2 separate regions of the Mus musculus genome follow, and region 2 is linked to region 1. Evidence: chromatin contacts called from public Hi-C data. All regions are on one chromosome and are shown on one strand. Each heading gives the region's core, a stretch centred on a gene start, on an enhancer-like site or on the middle of the called end of the contact. The rest is flanking DNA. Distances are from core to core; before and after follow the strand shown. Region 1 has its middle 36 kb from the start of Asb13. Region 2 has its middle 49 kb from the start of Akr1c14.

Region 1 (3,358 bases), core at 653-3,152:
GCTAGTCAACATTTCAGCATGGAAGGAAACAGGCTCATCAGCCCCTAACTCTAGCTGGGCAGCTATTGACAGTTGGTGGTTCCCAAGGGAGGAAGAGTCCAGTTTCTGTGGGGATGTGGCCCTTGGTGTGTTAATCATGCTCCAGTGGATGGACTCCACACCCGTGAATATATAAGCAGCATTAAATAAGTGTGATGGGTTATTTAAAAATAAATAAATAAATAAACAAACAAACAAACAAAGAAAGAAAGAAAGAAAGAAAGAAAGAAAGAAAGAAAGAAATAGGAGAGGGGTGTGGAAGGTGAGTGGGGAGGGGTTGGAGGCAGGAACAGAGGTGAATAGGATCAAAAAGTGTTGCTATAGGTATGAAACTCTCAAGGCATAAATCAAAATGGTATAATTAATAATAAAAAAGTGTACCTTGAAGACACTTAAGAACAAAGGTCCTTGCCCTGCAGCCAGACAGCTCATATACTGTCTGTCACTCTACAGGTAGCACCAAGACAGAACTCAGAATTCTCCTTTAAAGAGGAAGCCAGTGTGGCACTCTAAAGGAAGACGGCAGCCTTGGATGGTTGGTCCCTCCCTGGGAGATGGACTCCATTAAAGTGTGGGTTCTGGGGTCTAGTGTCCCCGTGGGAATCCTAAGGGTCGGCCTTAAACAGTGTGTGTCTGGCGTGCATTTCTGCACTTCTCTGGAACTCGATTCCCTTAGTCATGATCTGGAGGTCACAAGAATTTCTAGCCCATTGAGATAGTCTTAGAATTTAACATTTTAATCCATGGAAAAGACTTAGAACCACACTTTGCATGTTATAGGGCTCCACTAAAGTTAGTTAGATGCTGGTTGTTTTTCTTTCAATCGAATAATGAAAGCTTTGAAAGAATTTTTGAAGTTTGGGCTGGGATATAGCTCAAACAATGAAATGTTTGCCAGACAATCATGAGAACCCAAAGTTGATCCCCAGAATCTACATTAAAAAACCAGGAATGGTAGTGTAGAACTTGTAATCCCAGTACTGAGGAGGTGGAAACAGGATGGTCCTTGGGGCTCGTTGGCCAGCCAGCCTAGTCTGATTCCCCAAACTCAGGTTACAGTGTGAGAATCTATCTCAGAAAAAAGGAGGAAGAGGAGAGAGAGGAGGAGGAAGAAGTGGAAGAGAAAGAGGAAGAGAGGGAGGAGAAAGAGGAAGTGGAGGAGGAGAAAGAGGGGGAGGAAGGGAAGGAAGAAGAGGAGGAAGAGGAGGAAGAGGAGGAAGGGAAGGAGGAAGAGGAAGAAGGGGAGGAGGAAGAGAAGGAGGGAGAGGAGGAAGAGGAGAAGGTGAATAAGTTCTAAGGAACAAGACTGATGGCTGACATCTGTTTTATTTCAACATGCACATGTGTACTTGCTAACAAATGTGTACACACACACACACACACACACACACAAGAATATTGGAGGCAAAAGTACAGCTATCCTATAAGTCCCTTGGAGAATAAACAGAAGCTAGGAGAGTTAAATAACATGGCAAGGACCTCCCTGCTCTGAAAGTCTCTGGTAGCCCATTTCTCATCACAAGTATGGAAGAGGCCAATCGAACATTGACCCTTCTAAAGCAGCTCATGTTCAACAAGGACAGGAGATAAGGAAGTCGTGTGCTTGAATCCTCGATAGTGTTCTCCCAATCCAGGCCCTTGAACATGCAGTGGAAGGAGCCAGCTCACAAGGCCCAGGCCTCGGAGGCAGACTTGGCTGGTTCCATGAAACCACAAGCTTGTACTTTTTCTCTATAATTTGTGGGAGGCATCAGCATTTCCTCTTTGGAGAAAGGGCAGCCAGCCCTCCAGGGATGAGGCAGGCATGGTAATCAGTAACAGCTGCAGCCTCAGTTGGCCAAGGGTCAAGGCTCCAGTCCTGTTCTTTCCCCCACAGTTTTGCAGTCTGGCTGATCTGGAGCTCAGGGCTGCCACTACAGCCCCAAGCACAGAGCCCCATACTATCTTGAGCCAGCTGTTTGGATTAGTGTTCCTGTCAATCTACAGAGACTAGAATGACATAGGTCCCCCACTCAATGCTGAAAGGATGGATTTGTGAGTCAATGGATGAATGAATCTTTCTACCTCTTTCTTCCTTAAACACGGTCTCAGGAGAGCCATTGCTCAACCTAATGGGCTTCCCAGCCCTGTGCTGAGAAGGGAGTGATAAGTTCCATGTCCAGGTCTCACAGGTCAGAGAGCAGAGAGTCCTCTGACCCTCCACCAGGTCATTCCTCCTGCAGGAAGAGCTCATGCCTGCCTTTCCACTGTACAGCCAGTGGCCATGCACTTGAGCAGACAGCATCAACCTCAGCACCATGCCCCTGGCTGTAGAAGAGCAGGCTGCAGAGGCAAATGGAAAGAAAGGGCAATTCTATGCAGAAGGATGTGAATAAGCCAGGACTTGGGGTGTTTCTGGGCCTTGGCCCCACTCTCCCTGGGGCCTATGAAGAAAGGGCTAACTAATTAAATAGGCTGGGGGAGCTTCTACAAAGACTCAATAGGAAAAGCCACCAACAAGCCATCTCAAGAGAGGCTGTGGTTACCTGAGGGCCAAGGAAAAGAAGGAGTGTGGCAGTATGCCTGAAAAGACTGCCTTTCAGTCAGCGCAGTGGAGAGGCCATCTGCCCTGTTCTCCCAGGTGGCTGTTTGCACTGCTCTGTTGGCTGGCTCAGAGTGGGAAGCCCTGTGGGAACACTAAGTTCTCAGCCCCAGTATGAGGGACCATCTCCTCTGCTGTTGCATTCCCCCATCTTTGTAAACTCCCAACACTGACCCCTTCTTCAAGGCTGGGAACGACCCCACTGACGCAGAACCCACAAGCCATGCATCTGAGCCTTACCACATCATAGCTTGAAATGGTTTGGAAGTGAATCTGTTTCTGGGTTTGTTTTGAGACCAAAATGCATGTTTTGACTTACTCTACCCTTTCCTGTTTCCATAAACTTGTTATGACTGGTTCTTTAGAGTACATGGAGAAAACAGAATTTACAGGTTTGGGGAAAGTGGCCAGTATTCCTCCGAGGAGTGCCCAGCCTTAAGGAAAATGTACTAGGCACTTTTCTGATTGCTGTAACAGAAAGATTCACAAAAGCAACTTACAGAAGAGAAACATTTATTTGGTCCCTGGTCCAAGGGTTCGGTCCACAATGGTGCAGGAGGCGTGACTGCAGGAATGTGACATGGCTGGTCACATTACATCCACAATCAGGAAGTAAAGAGAGATGGATGCTGTTGCTCAATTTGATTTCTCCTTTTTATTCCAGTCAGGTCCCCAGGCGTCCCATAGGATCATGCTACCCACATTTATAGTGGATGTTCCCATATCAGTTAACCCAGT
Region 2 (3,031 bases), core at 279-2,778, 340 kb before region 1:
AGGAGCTAGAGAAAGTACCCAAGGAGCTGAAGGGGTCTGTAACCCTGTAGGAGGAACTACAATATGAACTAACCAGTACCCCCTGAGCTCATGTCTCTAGCTGCATATATAGCAAAAGATGGCCTAGTCAGCCATCATTGGAAGGAAAGGCCCTTGGTCTTGCAAAGATTATATGCCCCAGTACAGGGGAATGCCAGGTCCAGGAAGAGGGAGTGGGTGGGTTGGGGAGCAGGTTGCAGGGAGGGTATAGTGGACTTTCGGGATAGCATTTGAAAGGCAACTGAAGAAAATATCTAATAAAAAATTGTTAAAAAAAAAAAAAGTATTGACCATTTAAGAACTATTACTCCCACCAGCCTATGTCACAGACAGGAAAACTGAAGCCTATGTCACTGACAAATCAGGGTGTTTTGTCCCAGGTGGCACAGACAATGACTACAGATAAAATTAGAATGCCCTCCATCTCTAAGCACCTTGTCAGTCACTAGATGAGCAGGGCAGGCTGTGAGCAAAACAGCTCTACTGAGCTTCTTACTCTGAGGCTTTCTAAAAATGCAAAGCACTGTGTGGTACTTGTCTTCCAGGTGCTTTGTCATCCAAAACAAAACAGAGGACTCTGATGTGCAACAAGCTCAACAACAGTCATCTCTCATATATGTCAGAGCCCTTGCACAGATGGATAACATTACTCGATGTTTTCTTTTGTGATATTTGATGACGATGGCTTGATTGGTTAGCTTTGAGACAGAATCTCATACAGACCAGGCTGGCCTCAAAATCACTCTTGAATACCTGATCCTTCTCCCTTTACCTCCCAAGTGCTAGGATTACAGGCTTATACCACCACCATGACAGGTTTATATAGTTCTGGAGACTGAGCCCCATGTTCATACATGCTGGGTAAACACTCTACCAACCAAGTTATAGCCCAAGCTCAAACTTCTGCTTTGAACAGTGTCTGACTCAACAACACATAAGAAGGAATTTGCTTATCACGTAGCAGTTGTAACCAGAATACTGAATTCTGGTTCATCCTCATCACTAATAAAGTGGTCCTAATATAGAACCATGGAACTGGCCCAGGGAGATGGCTCAGCAAGTAAATGAGCTTGCCACCCAGAGTGGCAATCTGAGTTCAGTCCACGAAACCCATACAGTAGAAGGAAGAAGTCATGAAGTTCAAAAAAACAAAAAAGTAGGGCGTGGGTCATGGGAAGCATTGCAGAGGAAGTATGAGATGAATACTATCTAAATACATTGCACACAAGTGTGAAATTACCAAAGAATATGCAATTATTAAAAAGAGCAATAGAGCAGGGCAACAAATAGGCAGAACCACACCTCTCCTGCTGCTCCTCCAGATCCCCTCAGTCTCATCTCCAACTGTAGCAGAAAACCTGCTGCAGTCTCCATTTCCTCTCTGACATCACCCTCAATAAATAACAAATATCTTCTCCCCAAAGTCACCCAATTATGCCAACCTCACAACACAAGCAGGCATACCTTGGGAACACACCAGCGAAACAGGCCAGGAAAACAGATCCACAGAAAATGTTTAGCAAGCCACACATAGTCAACACACTTTCCCAAAGTCCAAAGATCAAAACACTCACCGAACAGAGAAAAAAACTAGATTTTTATTGCCCAGACTCCCAATCCCAGATACCTAAATGTCAGCATAAAAACGCAATTAATAACAATCAAGACAGTACGTCTCTACTGGAGCCCAGCTTTCCTACCTCAGCAGGCACCTAATATTCAAACATAGCTGAAACCCAAGGAAAAGACCTAACAATAACTTGTATAAAGATAATATAGACCCTTGAAGAAACCCAGGAAAAGACAAACAATGCAAGGAACAGAATAAAACTGTGCAAGACCTGAATGTGGATATAGAATCAATGCTGGAAATTTAAAAATTGGGAATTTGAACAGGGACTACAGAGGCAAGCATCACCAATAGAATACAAGAAATGGAACAATCTCAGGTGTTGAATATACAATAGAAAAAATGGGTACATTGGTCAAAGAAAATGTTAAATCTAAAAATTTCCTGACACAAAACATCCAGGAGACCTGGCACAGTATGAAAAGACCAAATCTAAGAATAGTAAGAATAGAGCAAAAATAAGAAACCCAGCTCAAAGGCCCAGAAAATATTTTCAAAGTCATAGAAGAAAATATTCCTAACCAAAAGAAGGAGATGTCTATAAAAGTATAAGATGCATATGGATTGGACCAGGAAAGAAAGTACCTTTATATATAATAATCAAAACACTTAACATACAGAAAGAAAGAAATAATATTAGCAGTTACAAGGGGAAAGGACCAAGTAACACCAAAGGCATACTTATTAGAATTACATCTGACCTCTCAGTGGAGATTTTAAAACTAGAAAGGCCTAACAAATGTGCTATAGACTCTAAGAGACCACAGGTCCCAGACCAGAATACTATTATACTCAGCCAAACTCTCAGTCACCATACATGGAGAAAATAAGATATTCCATGATAAAACAAAATTTAAACTCTATGTATCTACAAATCCAGTCCTACAGAAAATGATATACTGCATACACACACCATAAAAATAAGAGTAATCAACACATTGGTCATTGAAATGTCTTAATAGTAATGGTCTCAATTCCCCCAATAAAAAGACACAGACAAAGATAATGGATGCAGAAACAGGACTCGTGATTTTGCTGCATTCAAGAAACACACTTCAATCTCAAAGATAAACATTATCTCAAGATAAAGGATTCAAAAATGATATTCAAAACAAATGGACCTAAGAAACAAGTTGGTATAGCCATTTTAATATCTCACTTCAAACCAAAACTAATCAAAATGGATAGGGAAAGATACTACATACTCATCAAAGAAAACAAAATTCACCAAGATGACAATTTCAATTTTTAACATCTATTCCCTAAACACAAGGGCACCCACCTCTGTAAAAGAAACACTACTATAGCTTAAATCACATATTGACCCTCACACACAGATAGGACAAGATTTCAACACCCTAC

The links. A called contact is a pair of places that touch in the nucleus more often than the background predicts.
Region 2: a Hi-C map of liver shows a contact between it and region 1, with 3 times the contacts expected there. The contact joins two enhancer-like sites. A contact is called at or near these places in 2 of 39 promoter capture datasets (embryonic stem cells and hippocampal neurons), 12 of 15 datasets of contacts at CTCF or cohesin (CD8 T cells, the G1E-ER4 cell line, the NIH/3T3 cell line and 6 more), 165 of 484 Hi-C or Micro-C datasets (the 3T3-L1 cell line, the 63-12 cell line, the AML12 cell line and 87 more) and 11 of 115 datasets of contacts at active chromatin or transcription factors (PVALB interneurons, astrocytes, bone marrow-derived dendritic cells and 4 more).

What each region holds. Positions count from the first base shown.
Region 1 is chr13:3,668,740-3,672,097 of GRCm38.p6, reverse strand. No RefSeq gene overlaps it. Among named protein-coding and RNA genes, the nearest start is that of Asb13, 36 kb to the right of the region's middle. Within about 2 kb of position 1,902, at least 64 of the 459 cell types and tissues checked have an H3K27ac peak or open chromatin away from gene starts, as enhancers often do. A contact at or near this core is called in liver, where this site is marked.
Region 2 is chr13:4,009,493-4,012,523 of GRCm38.p6, reverse strand. No RefSeq gene overlaps it. Among named protein-coding and RNA genes, the nearest start is that of Akr1c14, 49 kb to the left of the region's middle. Within about 2 kb of position 1,528, at least 2 of the 459 cell types and tissues checked have an H3K27ac peak or open chromatin away from gene starts, as enhancers often do. A contact at or near this core is called in liver, where this site is marked.